Linked DNA regions of Drosophila melanogaster: region 1 is linked to region 2. Evidence: chromatin contacts called from public Hi-C data. All regions are on one chromosome and are shown on one strand. The core of a region is the stretch at or near the end of the contact, and the rest is flanking DNA. Distances in the headings are between cores, read along the strand shown. Region 1 holds the start of lncRNA:CR43617 (long non-coding RNA:CR43617). Region 2 holds the start of CG31275.

Evidence for each region. A called contact is a pair of places that touch in the nucleus more often than the background predicts.
Region 1: a contact with region 2 is called in a Hi-C map of the Kc167 cell line, with 2.6 times the contacts expected there. A contact is called at or near these places in 6 of 107 Hi-C or Micro-C datasets (the Clone 8 cell line, the Kc167 cell line, embryo and 2 more).

The regions. Positions count from the first base shown.
Region 1 is chr3R:16,890,501-16,894,508 of dm6, reverse strand. lncRNA:CR43617 (long non-coding RNA:CR43617) reads right to left here and starts at 2,099. Exons shown (of 2, transcript NR_048422.1): 1 at 1,354-2,099. The region is part of intron 1 of MSAmiP (MSA micropeptide); the gene reads left to right. The region is part of intron 2 of lncRNA:iab8 (long non-coding RNA:iab8); the gene reads left to right.
Region 2 is chr3R:16,749,375-16,753,255 of dm6, reverse strand. CG31275 reads left to right here and starts at 1,922. Exons shown (of 1, transcript NM_169732.2): 1 at 1,922-2,515. The coding sequence starts at 1,983. The coding sequence ends at 2,288. All of the region lies in intron 2 of lncRNA:bxd (bithoraxoid), which reads left to right.

The DNA of each region.
Region 1 (4,008 bases), core at 850-3,349, 140 kb before region 2:
GCATGTTGCTACCTAATGAAAATTCGTGCTAACATTATCTAATAACTTTAGTACAAGCTAAACAGCTTGAACGGTACCAAATGTTCCATTTTTTGTTGCTCTTAAGTATCTTATCAGCCTTTTTTTCAAAAAACATAAAAAAATAACAAATAAAGCTGTCTATGATATGTCTTTTACGACGTTATATTATTTGAACAAATTGTAGCTTGCCAGGGTGAACAAAAAAGAAACAAATTATAAGAAAGAGCATAAATTAAAATGGGTGACCTCAACATAAAATTATGCCGACATAATCGAATTGTTTCCATTGATAAGACTAAAATGTCTGAGTTTCGAATATTAAATCAGTGATTAGTAATATGAGCACTCATTCTAATGCACCCAGTAATTGAAACGATAAGAGAAATATATTCTTTGGCAGCGAGCAAAATATTTTCCCTCGCATTGACTTTATTAAGTTTCAAAAGTATTTGCATTAGTTTAATCTAGCTAAGCAGCAAGGAAAAGCTCAGTGGAGGGAAAATTATGACGGACTGATTGGCTGACAGACGTCGCCTGATGAAAGTTGACATTTTTCTGAGCTGCAGCTTATCGGGAGTATAAAAGCAAGTGATCCAGCAACTGGGAAATCCACGAGCTGCATTTTGCCCTCCCCAATACACCGACTACGCTAAGAAGTTTCCTTGCCATAACCCCAAAGATGATGAAGTCGATGACTGGGTCGCCATGATGTGATGTGGCCACCGCGTTGCATTCAACTCCTTTCAGACAGCCAGAGAAACACACACTCAGATACAGATACTCGCGGGCAGACACAGATAAGTTCAAATATTCAAAGGCCACATGTGCGCATCACTCCCATTGCCATATGGTGTGGATTCTAGGGAGAACTTTCGGTGTGGCGTCATGTACCAGAATTTTCTTTGGCGGTGGAAAAGCGAGCAATTTCCCATGGGTCGTGGCAACGCGAAATCCCGCACATGCGCACAGTGGGCACTTTACAGTGGGCAAATGGGTGGTTGGAATGTGAACGGGCTGCAGGTCGAACGGGGGAAATGAAACTGGTTTTGGGTTCAGGCCACACGCGATGGTTGATAAAGGCTGAATTAGCAATCCACTAAACTAGGATGTTTGGCAATATGCGAAACGACTCTGTAAGGAGTAGGAACATTTGCTACTTCTATCCAATGTGTTGCCAAACGAAAGAGAATTCTTTTTATCAAAGAAATCAAAAGAAAACATTAAAAAATTTTTAAAGTTAACTCATATATTTTTAAATAGTCATTTATATTGCAACAAATAAGTATATAATTTTATATAATATACTGCATAATATATATAATATATACTTACATCTGCATTATTTTGGTTTGAAAAGCCTTTCTCTCTGTGTGAATCTGAGTGATAAAGATAAGATCACATTTTAGATTTAATTCTTAGATCGTCTTAATTAATATGTCAGCCATAAATTCAAACTAAAAATGGCTGCCAGTATCAGCGGCTACTGTAGAACTCACTTCACTCAAGAAAATTAGTTTAACGAGTTTTTAAATTGTCTATATGTTAATTAATTAAGAAACTAATGCTCTCGCGAATATGTGAGTGCTGCATGCGAGAAAGTCACTCGTTTTTCCAGTAATAAGGAGTATAAAATATATTAACTTACTGCCGAAACCCGTTCCTTCCCTCTGGTGCGAAGATAGGGAATTATTTAGCCAAAGCCGAGCCGCTTACCGTAAATTGCAATTTATGCCCAGCGGCAGGCCAAGTTGCATCAGTTAACCAGTTTGACGAGTTGGAGGCGGGTGAGACAGCCCCAAAACGGAGGCTCCATTTCGATTCGAATGAAGCAATCGCAATTGATAATTGTTCGACCTTATCGCTGCATATCTGCATCTGTTATTTTCGGGTTCGTTGATCCATTCGAATGGCCGCCATGCGCCGCCATCAAGTGCCCGGGATTCGCATTCGGTTTCCATAATTTTTACGACTCTGGACACTCCCATCCACTCCCGAGATGGTCAACTGGGGAACTGTTATAATGCAATGCATCGCATTGCAAGACGGCGCGGATTCAATTGTCATAACAGACAGCCTGTTTAGAGACTCCGGCCAGCTGAGGCAGATTGCTTTACGATGGCAAATATTTGTGCTGCCTGTCGGCATGTGGCATCCAGTGCACATACATACATACATACATATCTGCAGATACGGATCACAGACCCATATGCCCATCCCAACCCGTTCGATATAGTGCGTAGTGTAGCAACAACAGCAAAAAGTAGAGAACGCTGAAAATTGCAATTTATATGGCTGCCATAAACAGGGGCTGCTGCAGCACTTTCACTTTTCCCGGAATATTAGGGACGCTTCACATTTTGACCAAAAAAGTGTCTCTGTTTTTTTTTTTGGTAATTGCATTCAGAGCGTAGCACTCTCAGGTCCCAGGAGGTACCTTTGAGTCCCGTAGTCGTAAAACCCCTTTCCATTCCCTTCCGCGACTTCGACCACTGGGCACAGCCGGAGATAGCCTCCGACGTTCCATTTCCGCAGCAGGCGGCAGGATATTATTAGGCAGAAGGGGTTATGGATTTTACAGATTTCTGGAATGGTTAGAAAATATTAAAGGTTTATTTTACATTTCTGCAAAAGGACCAACGGTATATAAATATAAATTTATAAATTTAAACTGGAAAGGAACTATTAATGGAACTTCTGTGAAGTAAACATTATTTATAGCCTCTGTTTTAATTTACATTGTATATTGAGCTTACATTTTGATAGCTTAAGTGGATGTTTCAAGGAATTTATATATACGTATACATTTATTAGGTACATGACCTGATTGAAACTGTTGTTTTCCATGTTCGAAATAGTTCCCTGGCATTTCAGATGACACCTCCCTTTTAAAATTTTCAACTTTCTCCGGAGATTTGTTTCAGCGTGACCCTTGTTACGATAACAACGAGGCTACATAAATAAATCGAAACCGGAGTGAATTTAACAAATCAACACAAGGAGGTCGGGGAAATACATATACTATGGAACATTTTTCTTTTTCTCCATTTGCCGCGCGCAGCCAATCTTCGGAAAACAAAAAATATTAATGAACCAAAGTTTCTCTTTTATGGAATTTCGATACTGACAGACACTCGATGGAGGGAAAAACTAAAGGGAAAAGTCCATTACTCTGGCCTGGACATGTTTGTCATTTACAAGTTGCGCGGCCAATTACTTTGAGGACCTGGTGGCAGCCACTCTCCGGGAAAATGGCTACGTCTCCGGCGGCTCATTATGAAAATGAAAGCGATTTCGCCCGCAGAAAAGGAAGACATGTATTTCGCCAGAATTTATGCACACGAGCATATTCCATTGGGGAATTCGAGGTCGGTCGATTGCCGTCTGTTTGTCTATCAAACAAGGAAACTAAAAAGTTTTTCCCAAAAAGCACACAGAATGGCATGAGTAAAGCAAAAAAAAAAAAGAAAAGCAAATTGATGAGAACGGGGGCAGATGGCTGATGGCAAAAACAAACAAATACCATCGACACTCGACTCGATGGTCCCCGATGGGCGTAAAATGGCGAACAGTGGGAGGGGGCGTGGCAAAGGGCGCACGACCTATATGAGCATAAAAGCATATACCATGTATATGTTGGCATAATCGAATGAACGGAGGGCAATGGAGCGCACGAAAGACCCACAACTGGACCCCGTGGAATATGAATGCATCTCGAGCATCTCCCTATAAATATCCCTCGATGGAACTGGGTCCTGCGTGAGTGGCAAGTGGCAGTCCAATCCCCGGGAAGCAACTATATATTTATTGTATTCCTGTTTTCCGCAAACACGAAAGCGCACTCTGGGATGGCAGGCAGGGGTTAATGGGTTGGGGTTCGGTGGGCCGTTGTGCTGAAATGAATTGAAATAAAATGATAAGCGTGAAATAATAATGAGGAGCGTGTTCCGGCATAAATCGCAACGTCCTTTTCGGCAACTGGCAAATGGG
Region 2 (3,881 bases), core at 673-3,172:
GTCCTGTATTTTGGTCTTTGTGAGTTTTTTTTTTTAATTTCAGTTTGCCAGTTGGTTTGCTGGTTTTTCTAATTAACGAAAGAATTTTACCATTTCGTAAGTTTCATTCTCTTTGGGTGTTATTTATCGTTTTTGATACCGCCCGACCTTTTGACCTCATCGCTATTCGCGGGGGTTGGACGAGTATCGTCCATTGGTGGATGAATTATGCCCAAACAGCGATAGTCATCTAATTAAATGAGTTATGGTGCCGGCATAGTGCCGAGTATCTGGCTTTCGGATAAGCGTTTGCCGCCTAATCCCGCCCGTGGCCAAAACCCAAAGCCCAAATCGGCCCCACAGATAGTGAAATAGTCCGACTTGGGCTCAGGGGATTTACGAGCATGCATTTTGCATAGTTTGAAATGGCTCCAGGCACAACTTGGACACAATTCATTTTCCGGGCCACAAATCTCTCGTTTTGCATTTGGCGGCCATTAATCATGACTAAAAGGGGAGTAGGTTTGGGGGAAATGCTGTTTAAAAATTTAATTCTTTGCAATCGTAGTGGAAAAAATCTCAAAATTTAGAAAAACTGTGATAAATTCACTTACAAAATGTGCGGTAGGTTTTATATTATATAGAATATTATAGCATATATGGTTAGTGCATGCGATAAAATGTACCCACTGTACTTTGAGTTTGACCCGATAAATGCAAAGGCTTCTCCTGGACGGCGAGAAACGTCCAGATTTGGGTTGCCGTTGAACGGCATCCGGATTTATGCACATTTTATTGACCAGCTCAGAGGGAAAAAGCGGACCAGAGTTGAGAGCTGTTTGCTGGGCCAACAGCATGTCCAAAAGTGTTTTATGGCCGTTGTGGGCGCTCGAGTGGCCATTTTGGGTCGATCCGGGAATATGGGTATATACCCGGGCACCCACATGCACTCTGGACTTGTCCGACAAGCACTTCTTCCCGAGGAGATGGGCAGATGAGGAGTTGAGCAGACAGGGGCCCTGAATGCAGATGAGCGTGGCTCTGATGAGTGTTGTACTAAATACTAAACACCCGCCAGAATTCAGTTTTGCACCACAGTTAGCACTGATTTATGGGAGTCGAATAGGGTTTTAAGTGGGCTTTAAGCTAAGCTAGCAATTGGAATTAGTTTAAGTAGCCGGCGGCAAGTCAACGACCTGCGACAGTGCAGTTCAAAGTCAAAAAGTCAATTATACGGATACCTAAAAATACAACAGCGGGTGGAGTGAAAATCTCGTTAAAAGCCAATAACAGACGCCATTAAATGTGCATGAAAATTAAATGAAAACGGCTTGATGATGAGGTTGCCTGCGGGAGGAGGAACTCGTAGCAGCCACGCGACCACTTGAACTTGGGCGGGAATATCAGTATTTGTGTGCAGTAATTCGAACTGACCTCGTCGAGCATTCAGATCCAATTGGAGGGCAAGTTCAATGGCATTGGGGATTCCAGGGGGAGTGGGGATCGAGGGCCGCAGCGAGATAAGGGAACTTCGATAAGTTTAATTTATTCGACCCCACTGCCATCTGTTGCGATATAACCAACACTTATTTAATCAACGCGATAGGAATAGGCTCGTGCTGTAATTATAGATCGGATTAAAAACCATCGAACATGGAGGCTCAATTCAAAATGAGGTAAATGAAAAGCGAAAAAGGGTATTTTCATTTTATACGGGACCTAATTGATGTACTCAAAAACATTATTGGAAAATTAAAAAGCCTGCATGAATTTCTTTTAATACAGCTTGCATAATTAATAATGCAAGTATATATCAACTTATGAGTGCGGGAATGTGTTAGTTAATTTCTAAAGAGTGCTGAGACTTAAAAGTCAAACCAAACTTTTATATTTGAATCGATCATCTCAAAAATATTCATTTCTGTATTAAAAATTCAACAGGGAAGTCATCTTAATAACAGTCGCAAGCTAAAAAAAAATAGTTAATATCTACACTTAAAATAATGAATCGCATTCTCGAGAAGGTGATTCACCAGAATGGAACAATCGTGGATCGCATTCTATCGGAACATACTATTGGGTATGTGGTGTCCGATAACACAGCCAATGCGGTGGCCGAAACATCCTTCGATAACACAAGTGCCCAGGCGATCCTGAAGCACTTACATGGACTCCTGGTGAGCACCTGCCAAAGCGTAGTCCGGGACATTGACCCGTCCAACAAACTCTGCTTCATGCGCCTGGGCACTCGCAAGTTCGAGTATCTGGTGGCCCCAGAGGAGTACTTCACCATTACAGTGGTTCAATGAAATGACAATACTGACTAATGCTACAAACGATTCATGCGAGTTGAACGATTCCGGAAGAAATACAAAGTTATTGCTGCAAAACCTAAAATTAAACTAGAAATTTTAGAAACAATTTCCTACAACTGGGTCAAGTTTTTAGGAAATTGGTTCCTAAAATCTGTAAAATGTAATGTTACGAAGACAGCAGAAAAATATCAAACAAAAATATAAGATGATATTAGCGAATTAACATTAAATTGTTTTTTTTTTTTATTAAAATTGGGGCCTAAACAGGCTGGAAAGAAACTTCGCCTAAAATTAATATTAATATACAGACAAATAGGATTTGAAAGTAAAATGTCGATCAACACTAAAACATTCAAAATGGGGTGGCCAAGATCTTGAACCCTTTCAAATGCAAAGCAAACACAGGAAGAATTCTTAAATCAACAGGGCTGCTCGAAAATCCTTTATAATGCCCAAGCGACTTTCCGATCCTGATTATTTATGATATGGCTTCATCGGGCCTGGAATCTATCTGTGAGAATGCGGCATCTAATGCGATAATTCAAGAGATTTACTTCTGTCAACATGACCATTTTGTCCGCTGGATTGGGTTTTCAGGGTGGAATTGTATGGCCTTTGACCTTTTTCCTTTTGCTTCGACCATCTTGCTGCCACAATGGAGGCTGCCTGCTATTTTAATTTAAAATGGCAGGACTCGTAACTCATTTTTACGACGCACCCTCCGGGCAGATGAATGTGTGTGCGAGTGTATCTATATCTTGTCCTATTTTTACGGATCCCTTGCAGGGGTTGCAACAATAACTTATCTGCCCTTTTTTACCCGGCTTTCAACCCGAGTTCATAATCACCACGAGACGCTCCTGGGGTGCTTTGTGCCCCGGCAGCTATCTTTAAGCAGTTTCCATTGTCTGGCGTCGTTTTGTGGTGCTGGGTAAATATGAAATTGTACAAATTTGTACTGAAACTTGATTCAACTATGTCTCGGGGCACAATGGACCAACATCGATGGTGGCAAGGTTGAGCGATGCTTTCCCCCCAGAACTGCGCACTTCATTTGAGGCAGCGTGAAATGAAATTACTCCACGGTCTATTCCCGGTGACGACTTTATTCGTGCGAAATTATCAATGCCCGGGCCAATTTGAAACACTTTGAATTAAATTCGAATAAAACGTTTTCCAAGCCATCGTGAAGAGGATGTCCACGGCCAACTGCTCATACATCACATTTTATGAAGTCGTCAAGCGGCTACCGTTCCCATATCATGGTGTTCACCGTACGGGTGTGCCAACACGCTCTATGAATTCAATTAAGTTGTGCCGCACACCTGAAAGTGAAGTTGCAACACGGCAAAAGCATCGAGTGTGTTGAATACTCAAGCGCAACATCTGCCAATTACTGTTGAATATCTACTAAGTTGTTATCAACTTATGGTCATGAGTTTTATTCAAAGATGTATTTGAAAACTACGAAACAAAATTTAAGTCATCTTTTCTCGGTTTGCATTTGTAAAACAGTACAATATATAATATACAAACGTAATTCATTAAAAATTCGGTCACTTCATATGTTGTATCGACTTTTTTAAC